2 separate regions of the Gossypium hirsutum genome follow, and region 1 is linked to region 2. The links are chromatin contacts, called in public Hi-C maps. All regions are on one chromosome and are shown on one strand. The core of a region is the stretch at or near the end of the contact, and the rest is flanking DNA. Distances in the headings are between cores, read along the strand shown.

Evidence for each region. Hi-C and Micro-C count contacts between places; a contact is called where the count stands out from the background.
Region 1: a contact with region 2 is called in a Hi-C map of leaf, with 2.6 times the contacts expected there. The contact joins the promoter of LOC107892854 here to the enhancer-like site in region 2. A contact is called at or near these places in 5 of 34 Hi-C or Micro-C datasets (callus, cotyledon, fibers and 1 more).

The regions. Positions count from the first base shown.
Region 1 is chrA07:29,745,622-29,750,685 of Gossypium_hirsutum_v2.1, reverse strand. It overlaps LOC107892854 (peroxisome biogenesis protein 5), which reads right to left and starts at 3,255. Exons shown (of 5, transcript XM_016817909.2): 1 at 3,087-3,255.
Region 2 is chrA07:29,558,919-29,563,914 of Gossypium_hirsutum_v2.1, reverse strand. All of the region lies in intron 3 of LOC107952995 (a long non-coding RNA gene), which reads right to left. Among protein-coding and RNA genes, the nearest start is that of LOC107952995, 5.1 kb to the right of the region's middle. Within about 2 kb of position 1,759, at least 1 of the 9 cell types and tissues checked has an H3K27ac peak or open chromatin away from gene starts, as enhancers often do. A contact at or near this core is called in leaf, where this site is marked.

The DNA.
Region 1 (5,064 bases), core at 2,006-4,505, 190 kb before region 2:
CAGGCACAGATGGAAGAATTTAAGAAACAAAATGAGAGAAGTCTTCATCAACAGGAATCGGTGAGTTGACAAGAGGCACTGATTGTGGGATCACCAAAGGAGAAACAGTAATATCAACTGCTGTAGTTGTGGGAGCAGCAGGATCCATTCACATTTTACGATACTGCTCCAAACGACCATTGTTCCCCTCCTCCTCACTGTACACTACAGCAAAACAGGTTTTTAGCAGCATTTTTTTGGGCTTATAGCAGCGTTTATAAGGGCTGCTAAAGCTAAAAGCGCCGCAAAAAACACCGCTAAAGACAATGACGCTAATATTTTATGGCGTTTATGTAAAAAAATGCTGCTAAAGAACATGACTTTAAATTGCAGAAGGCAATTTTTTTCTTCTTTCATAAATAAATTAAGATAACTTTGCGAAAAAAAAAGGTGCCTAAAATAATCTCAATTTTAGAACGCAAAACAAAAATAATATACAGAGTCATTAATGCAATCATTAAAAGAATTTGAAAATTAAGGATAAAACATAAAATTTTAATATGACAGGGAATTCAAAAATATGAAAAAAAAATATGTGATGGTACATATTCAAAATAATGCTTGCGAACCCAACAGAGGAAAAGAGAAAGGGCCGAGATTAGAAATCCAATTAATCATATGCAAAAACAAGGACAAAAGTGAAATACATAGAGAGTTGGAAAAATTTATCATTATTGTTGCACCATGCTAATAGAATTGTAGTAAAGCAACTAGCATAATAAATTTTTTTTCATTATTTTGTCTAATTGCAATGTTAGATATGGTATTTATTAAGTGATTTCTAGTGCTTAAAATTCAATGTTTAGCAATGTTACATGGACTTTTGACTTCAACATCATGTATCATACAGCTATGACATTGATCAACAAAATTAAGGGTGAAAACCAGAAACGCCCTTCTCAAGAACCCTAAAAGACACTAACCACCTGGTTGGTTCTAAATGTTCACTTTTCCCTCCTGACTTTCTTTTTTATATTAACTAAAATGCCCCCTTCTCACTGAAGAAAAAAACCAGAGTCATATAATATTAAGAATGAAAATGACAAACAATAATTTAGAAACATCAACTTAGTCTAAATATGTTCATGATATCTTTTGCCATATATTTTACACTTTCGTCTTCCATTCAAAGTCACGTCTGTCCTCTCAGCTATTTAAATCTGATCTTGCATTGCATTTTCAAACTTTCCCAGGGAAAATAAAATACTAGATAGCAATTCTAGAATAATGAATTCAAGTAAAAAACAAATCCGATTATAGAAACAAAAAATCTAAAACTTGAAAAGACAACTAGGGAAACTGAGAGATATTGCTGTAGATTTAGCACTTTGTAGGAGATACTTAAAAGGGATTTTTAAAAAATTATGGAGAGAGAGAGAGAAGCTAATGTGTACTGAAAGAATGAAAATAGAAAACAGGGAATTTGAAAAAGAATATAGCTAAATAAAATTAATAAAATGTCAATTTTAAGACAATAATTCAATGGTGCACAAATTCACATTTTTGAACAACAAACATGCTTTAAAAAAAAAACTTTAATTTGCACTAAAAACAAATTTCAATGCAGTAATAAGCAAAATTTTTCAAAGTATTAATGAATTAATTTTCTGGCTGTAAATAAAGAAAACCCCTTCTTAACAAGTATATATGGAATAAAACATCTGTACTTTTTCTTGATTCACATCTTTGTTTTCAGCAGCAAAAAAAGAATCAGCTAAATACATTCATAACCAATTTCTATCTATGGACTACAAATGCAAAACCGAGATGAAAAAACAGCAATAGAAAAAAATAACATCTTAGACAACAAAACCACCTATAAAAGTAAGGATTTGAAGACCACCATTCATACAAAATTCTAATAGCCAATAATACAACATCTAAAAGTTTCTAACCAATATAAGACAATTTTCACTGCCAGACAATCCTGTAAATGGTCGATGAATCATCATGCTTCCTCACACAGAAAATAATGCCAAAGACAAACTAAAATCAATTCAGACATAATAAAAAACACAGGGATAATTGATTCAAATATAAAGAATCAATTTACCAAGTCTAAAGACACAGTAGCACAAGAATCATCAGGCATTTGCATAGTTCAGTTAAAATCCATAATTTCTTTTGCTAAATGATGCTACTTGATATTGCATAATATCATTGGCAGGTGGTGAGTAGAGTTTCCAACCGAAAGTATTTGATGTGCTAAGGTTCAGTAGTTTAATATTGACATACCCTCGAGGTTTAAAATCAACAGATTCACTTAAAATGTAAAGAATCATGAATATCTAATTCTGATTTTGTTTGGGGGGGGAGGGGTTATAAGTATTTTGAAAACTACAGATGAAATATCATGAAAACAGAATAAATTAATTCCCAGTCAACAGATAACCTAAATGTAATGTGAGCAAAAAACAATCTAGTTATCACTGTACATTCTTCCTCACCATAACCCTTAATTTTATTCCTTTTTTCCCATTGCTGACAAACCATAACCTTAATTAATTGTACTAATTTTATTGGTTGTACAAAATATTTGACTGGAATATGACAAGGTATAAAAAAATGGAATATGGAACGAAAAAAACTGTCACTAGAGGGCATAAAGATTAAACCTAAAAAACTCTGGAAATCAGGGAAACCCAGCTCCCTAAAGACCAAGCCTGATCATATACCCTATATTGTGTGGTTTAGATGCCCCAGTTGCAGAGCAATAAATAACCCGTGCTTCAGGTAGTCGAGCCTGTAATTTTTGCAAATGCAAAGCACCAATTAAGGAATTTCTAGGAAGAGAATTTTCCATTATTGGAAGCTCATGCATATGCATATGGTCCAGCATGAGGGTATATGAACACTTTTTCCAGATGATTATATCAATCAAAGTAAATTAAAGAGAAGGAAAAGATTTTTTTTATTTTAAAAAATAGGATTAGGAACCCCTCGAAACAATAGGATGTTCCGCCAAAAGAGGCAAATGAGAACCGAGAAGAAGATGGCAAAAAGAGCTAAGTGAGGGTTTTGGGTTAATCTTGCTATGTCTTGCTTACCGATTGGTTGCGGTAGAGGTGTGCGACGGCGACGCAGCAGATGGTCGGGTCCGGTGATGCAGAGATGGGTTGGGATTTTGATTTGGGGAAAATTTAGGGTTTTGGGGGAAAATTTTTAGGGAAAAAACTTAGGTTTTTCGGGTATATAGGTCGGGATAAAATTGAGGACAGCAAAACTAAGTCGTTTTGTCTAAAAAAAAAACTTTTGCAGCGTGTTTTTCTAGCCCCGCTAAAGCCCGACCTATTGCGTCGTTTTACCAAAACCGTCACTAAAAAGTCAATAAAATGGCGCCGTTTCGATTACAACAAAATAAGTTTTGTACCTTTTGCGGCGTTTATGAAAAAAAGCCGCTAATGCCTTTAAAATTTAAAATTATTTAATATAAAAATTAAAAGCAATATAAATTAAAAAACAATCAGTCATGTACTCAAAAAATTTTAAAGTCATTTTAAATAATATTATTTTAAATTTTTTCATTTAAATAAATATATTTTTAAAATTTAACTAATATTTAAAAGAATTAGATAAAATTTGAAATCTTTAAAATTTGAAATTATTTAATATATAAATTAAAAAATAATCAGTCATTTACCCACAAAACCTTTAAAATTATTTTAAATAATAGTATATTAAATTTTTAACATATATTTTTCACACTAATTCATCTAAACCCTAAACCCTTAACCTCTATCTTTTATCCCCCTAAACGATAAAATATAACCCTAAACCCTTAAACCCATAACCCTTAACCCCTAACTCCTAACTACTAACCCCTAAACCTAGACCCTAACCCTTAAACTATAAATTATAAACCATAATCCCTAAACTCATAATCTATAAACATTAAAATAGTAACTTTTAAACCTTAAACCCTAAACCCTAAACTATAATGATAATTACTTTAATATTTTAAAATTAATATTATCTCTTTTACTATTACATAAGAATTTATTTAATATATAAATTGACAAACAATCAGTCATATACCCAAAAAACTTTAAAATTATTTTAAATAATAGTATTTTAATTTTTTTTCATTTTTAACATATATTTTTCTATTTTTTTACTTTTAAATTTTTGTACGTGTCATTTTTTTTGAAGAATTTAAATATTCAATTAAAAATAAATTGTATTTTAATTAATATAAATAAATCATTTAAATAATAAATAGACAAATAAAATGTTTTTGCGGCTTTTTTTACAAAGCACCGCTAAAGCTCGATCTATAGCAGTGTTTTTGAAAAAGCACCGCTAGTGCTCGATCTATAGCGGCGTTTTTCAAAAAGCGCCGCTAATGGTCGACCTATAGCAGCGTTTTTTAGAAAGCATCACTAATACTCAATCTATAGCGGCGTTTTTTGTCCAAGCGTCGCTAAAAACGCCGTTAAAAACATCGTTAAAAACTTGTTTTGCTGTAGTGGTAGAAGCAACATTCACAGCCCTTGCGATAGTCTTGCGCTTCTTACGTGCGTCTCTTATCAAAGAATCAATGTTCATGGCCTCGTTGATTTCAAGATAAGTACTGTTAGTCTCATTCGAATTGTTCCCAGAGCTACAATCAATGTGTGCATCAACAACAATCCTAACATTAGTAGGAGCAGTTAACAAATTAAAGGGAACAACCCTTTCTACTTGCGATGAGGCCACTATTCATGGATGAGGTTTTATCCTACAGTAACTATAGAAGTAGTTCACAGGCTCATCTTAAAGACTGGTTAAAGTTTAGCCCAAGTCTTCACTTTTAATATTATCATAAATTCCATGTGGCCATTACCGACTTTCAAAAATTGTCCCAAAGGCTTCGGCGACATCTCTGCTATTACATAACATATACCTATTAGGACTGCGTCCCTTCAGGCAATACAAACAAACATTCCTCACAGTGACGAAGCCCTTGATGATCAAGGAACTCCCTGTGCGAAGCCTTTCTAGTTGACTTTCCCACAGCCTATCCCTATGGTCCGTTTAAACAAACAC
Region 2 (4,996 bases), core at 510-3,009:
TTACGTTGAACAAAAAAAATAAAAAATAAAATGTTCCATTACAAAGCAGTGTCAAACAGTTAATTGTTTAGGGTTTTCACCTTCAATTCAAGCTCCGAAGTTCAGAACCGAGGAAAATTCAATTCTATGAATAAATTCTTTTGTTGCAAAATTAATTGACTTTTTCAGTTTTTATTTCTCTAATACCTTAGAATTAGGGTTTACTTATCAAAACTCAAAGGCTTGCAGCTAAAAAACATAACTTAAACAATATGTTTTAAGATAAATCAGGATTGGATATTAATATTTAAGGTCCAGTGGCCGCTAGAGTTGTTTTTTAATTTTATGTAATTTAAATTATATAAAAACTAAATATGTAATAGTATAAATCAAATAAGAAAAAAAATACATTATAATTATTAAATAGTTTTATTAAAAAATTTTAAAATAATAATGTGGATTGTTCTAATGAGTTTGAGTTAACTATTAGTACATATATGGACAAGCTAGGAAAAGATTTAAACCCATATTTCTTGGACTCAACTTAAATAACTATGAGAATAATATTTAAGTCTTATGCACCGTCAATGCATAATAATATAATATATTTCTACTGAAAAAATGACATATCATCATTAAATGAAAACAATATAAGAGTTCCTAACAATTTTATTTAAACATAATTAAGTATTAATTAATGATAAAAAAATATTTACACCTTAAAACCTCGATAATTATTAATATTTATTTACAATATTTAATTATATTTAAATTATTATTATTTATTTATAAACTTTTCACTCATTTTTATTTTTTTTAAATGATGATATATTATATTATTATTTATTTATTTATGATGTCTAAAATTCGATAATACATTAAATATTATATTATAGAATCAACTCGGAAACCTTAAACATCTCCCACCAAAATCACTTTCCAGTAAAACATCATTTGGTATAGGTTTCCGTCTCTAAATTTTAGTCCCAGCGGCTATGTATCAGTGCAATATTATCAGACTTGAAGGTTTACTTTATTTATTTTCTTTTTGGATTGTCGCTTTAATGAATTAAAGTACAAATAACCTTTTAAACTTTCCTTTTTCGAGTGATGCACAAGTAAAACTATGGATTGGAGTAGATAAATCTAAATGAATTTGATAATTATGAGAGAAAATTAAGTATAATAAAAGTCTCTATATTAAGAGTTAGATTGTATTTTATATTTTTTTTAAAAAAAATATATAAATTAATAATTATATTTTAGATTAAAGAGAAAATTGGTGATTCAGTTAAAAATTCTACCTATTTTTGTGATTAAGTAATATATGATTGACAAAACAACCCGACAATGACATATGGTGTACTATATTTGCCACATCGACAAATATTTTAAAAATTACTAAATAAAATAATTATTTAAAAACTCAAGCCCAAAATAAATTTGGACATAAAAAATTATTTTAAAACAATAAAAATTATTAAATATTATTAAAAACAATATCTACAATGAACAAAGATACATGACTGTCTAAGTTCAAATGAACTTGAACAACTATTTATCTAAATTTATTTAAGAGTAATATTTTAAATAATTATTAAATTTGTGAAAGAGCTCATAAATTCAGACTTGTGCATAAGATATCAAAATGTTCAAACTCCCAAGTTTATGATTGAGCTAGGAGTGTTGATTTTGAAGGTAATAATCTATAGAGGAATTGGTAAGTGTTTTTCTCATGTAAAATAACATCTTGGACTGGATTAATGCGAATGATGTATTGGTTGCGGAGGAATCTGTGTGGTCCCCAGTGGTTGGAAGCATGAAGTATAGAAAACTGACTGGTTTGTACTCTGCCTAAAAAATACCTCATCAAATTTAATATGTCGATTCAAACTGTCCGTACCATCTATGTTGAAATAATTAGTATCATTTTCTGTAAAATTATAAAAGTTAAAATATATTTTAATTCATTTTTTATTTTTAAAGAGTTAAACTTTTTATTTTTTAGCTTTAAAGATTTGTTTGTTTGTTTTTTTAAGTCTGTCCGATGAGTGGCACGGTCTTGGCTAGCAAAGTCTAGGGTTTTGAATGTGAGATTTCGATTAGGTGATTAGCAATTTCTGTCGACAATAAATTTCAAGTTCTCTTTTTTTTTCATTGGAAAATAGTGCACAGGATTGAAGATGGCATTAGTGGATATTGATTTGGCAAATTTGAGTCTGGATGAAGAAGACGACGAAGACGAAGGGCTTCAATTTGCAGCAGAGGAAGGACCTCAACAATCAATATATGATTTATGCTTAGCTGGATGTGCCCTCACAGCAACTGAGGTTAATTTTTTGGCCATGAAAAATAAGATGGCTAATTTATGGCACCCGTTGGGGGAATTCAAATCTCTGAACTTGGAGAAAAAATGTATTTATTCAGATTTTTCTATGAGGTTGATTTGGAACAGGTAATAAGTGGAACACCTTGGACTTTTAATAATCATTTCTTTATCCTTTATAAATTAAAAAATGGTGAGGATCCGAGTTCTGTTCCATTAGTTTTTTCTGATTTTTGGGTACAAATTCATAATCTTCCACCGGGTTTTTTTTACTGATAATGTGGCAAAATTATTGGGAAATTTTATTGGCAAATTTTTGAAACATGACACCGAACAGCTTAATCAAGGCTTTAGAAACTATATGCGAATTAGAGTTCAGATTGATATTAGAAATCCACTCGAGGAAAAAGAAGATTTTGATCCCTCATTCAGATCTGGTTTTAGTAAAATTTCGTTATGAAAAATTGTCTTTGTTTTGCTTTCTTTGTGGATGTTTGGGACATGTAGACAAATTTTGTCAAAAAAGGATTGACATAAGATTAAGAGAAGTGGAATTTAGATGGGATACTACACTTAGGGCTCAACCTAGGAGGACGAGTATTACTCGAAGCGCCTGGTTACGGGAAGATAATATAGGAAATAATTTTGGGAGGGGGATTGGTAAGAAAGATGATTGTAAAATTATTAATTTGAGTCAAGAACTGGGTTTTAGCGCTAAAGGTAAAAGTGATGGACAGATGGAAGATATGATAGAGGATATGTAATAGATTCCATTAGAGAACGAGGAAAGAAAAAAGAGGCTTAGGTCAGGAAGTCATATAGTTGTGGATGGTCAAGGGGAACGAAGAGAAACCCATTATAAAAATCAGAAATTGGCGGCTACCAATGGGCAAGCCGGCTGGACACAATGAAAATTTTAAGTTGGAAAGTCTATGGATTAAGGAGTCCACATGGCGTTAGAAGACTTCAACATATGCTGAAAACATATAATCCTCAAATTGTCTTCTTTATGGAGACAGTTAAATAATTCCCGAATGGAAAGTGTTCGACAATGGTGTGGATTTACTTATAGTATTGATGTTCCGATAGTGGAAATGAGATGAGGGTTAAGTCTTGGTTGGAAAAGTGATGTAACAATCAATTTAAGAATCTTTTCCAAACATCATATTGATGTCAATATTGAGGACAATGAAATTAGGGTAAATTGGAGATTGATCGCCTTCTATGATACATCGGAGGCTTGTGGAAGAAACGAGGGTTGGGATATTCTAAGGAGATTAGGGAGAGAACATGAGTCAAATTGGTTAGTTTGTGGCGACTTCAATGAGATTTTATATGCTTTTGAAAAGGAAGGGGGCTTACCAAAGGATGAAGGCCGAATGGAAAAATTTTGTCAAGTTCTTAATGATTGTCGTCTGGAAGACGTGGGCTATGCTGGAAAATAGTTTACATGGGAACATGGTAATCTTTCAACAACAAACATAAAAGAACGACTGGACAGAGGAGTTGCAAACAAAAATTGGTTAGAATTAATCCCTAAATTTAAAATGCAACATTTGCCTCATTCTTTCTCGGACCATTGTCTTTTCTTTTTACAAACAAAAATTGAAGAGATGTTTAAGAGAATGGTAAAATTCATATTTGAAGCATGGTGGTTTATGGAAGATTCGCGTGAGATGGAAGTAAAAAAACTTTGGACACTGTCTAATGGAGTAATGGAGAAATTAACATTGGTTGGCAAAGGATTGCAAAGGTGGGCTATGGGAATCAGGAAGTCAAGGAGAGGCTTGACAGAAAACCTATTAGGCCGTATTGAATACTTTGATGGAATAGAAAGAACGGCTAACAACTTGGCTGACTTAATCGAAGCTAAAATCCATTTAAATTTGGAAATTGATAAAGAAGAGAAATATTTGGAGCAACAAGCTAGGCTGAATTGGTTGAAAGAAGGAGACAGGAATACAAATTTTTTTCACAATTTTGCTTCCCATAGAAGAAGAGGAAACAGAATTGAAGAACTGAAGAATGAACATGGTCAGTTAGTTTCTAATAGAAGAGCAATGGACGAGGTGACTAAACCATATTTTGAAAATCTATTCTCTTCCGGAGGTGTTGGTAATCTTGAATACATTTTTTCAAGAATAGGTACACACATCTCAGATTCTATGGATGATATGCTAAGTAAAGCTTTTACTAGTGATGAAGTTTTTTCAGCACTTCAAAGTATGGGACCAACAAAAGCAGCTGGATGTGATGGCTTTTCAGCTTTATTTTCCAAAGATTTTGGAATATTACTAGAAAAAAAGTTGGTGATTTTTGTCTCAAGATTTTAAATGAGAGAGAGCCGATTGATGGTATTAATATAACAAATATTGAACTTATACCGAAAGTAGCAAATCTTACCAATCTCAAGAATTTCCAACCTATTAGTCTATGCACAGTTATGTACAATATTATCGCTAAGACAATTGCTAATAGGCTCCAACAAATTCTTGATAAATGCATTGATAAGGCGCAAAGCGCATTTGTTCCATGCAGACTCATCACTGATAATATTCTATTGGCTTATGAATTAATGCAAACATTAAAACAAAAGAGAATAGGTAATAATAGGAGCTTAGCCTTAAAACTGGATATGGGTAAGGCATATGACAAGGTGAAGTGGCTTTATTTGGAAAAAGTCATGCAAAA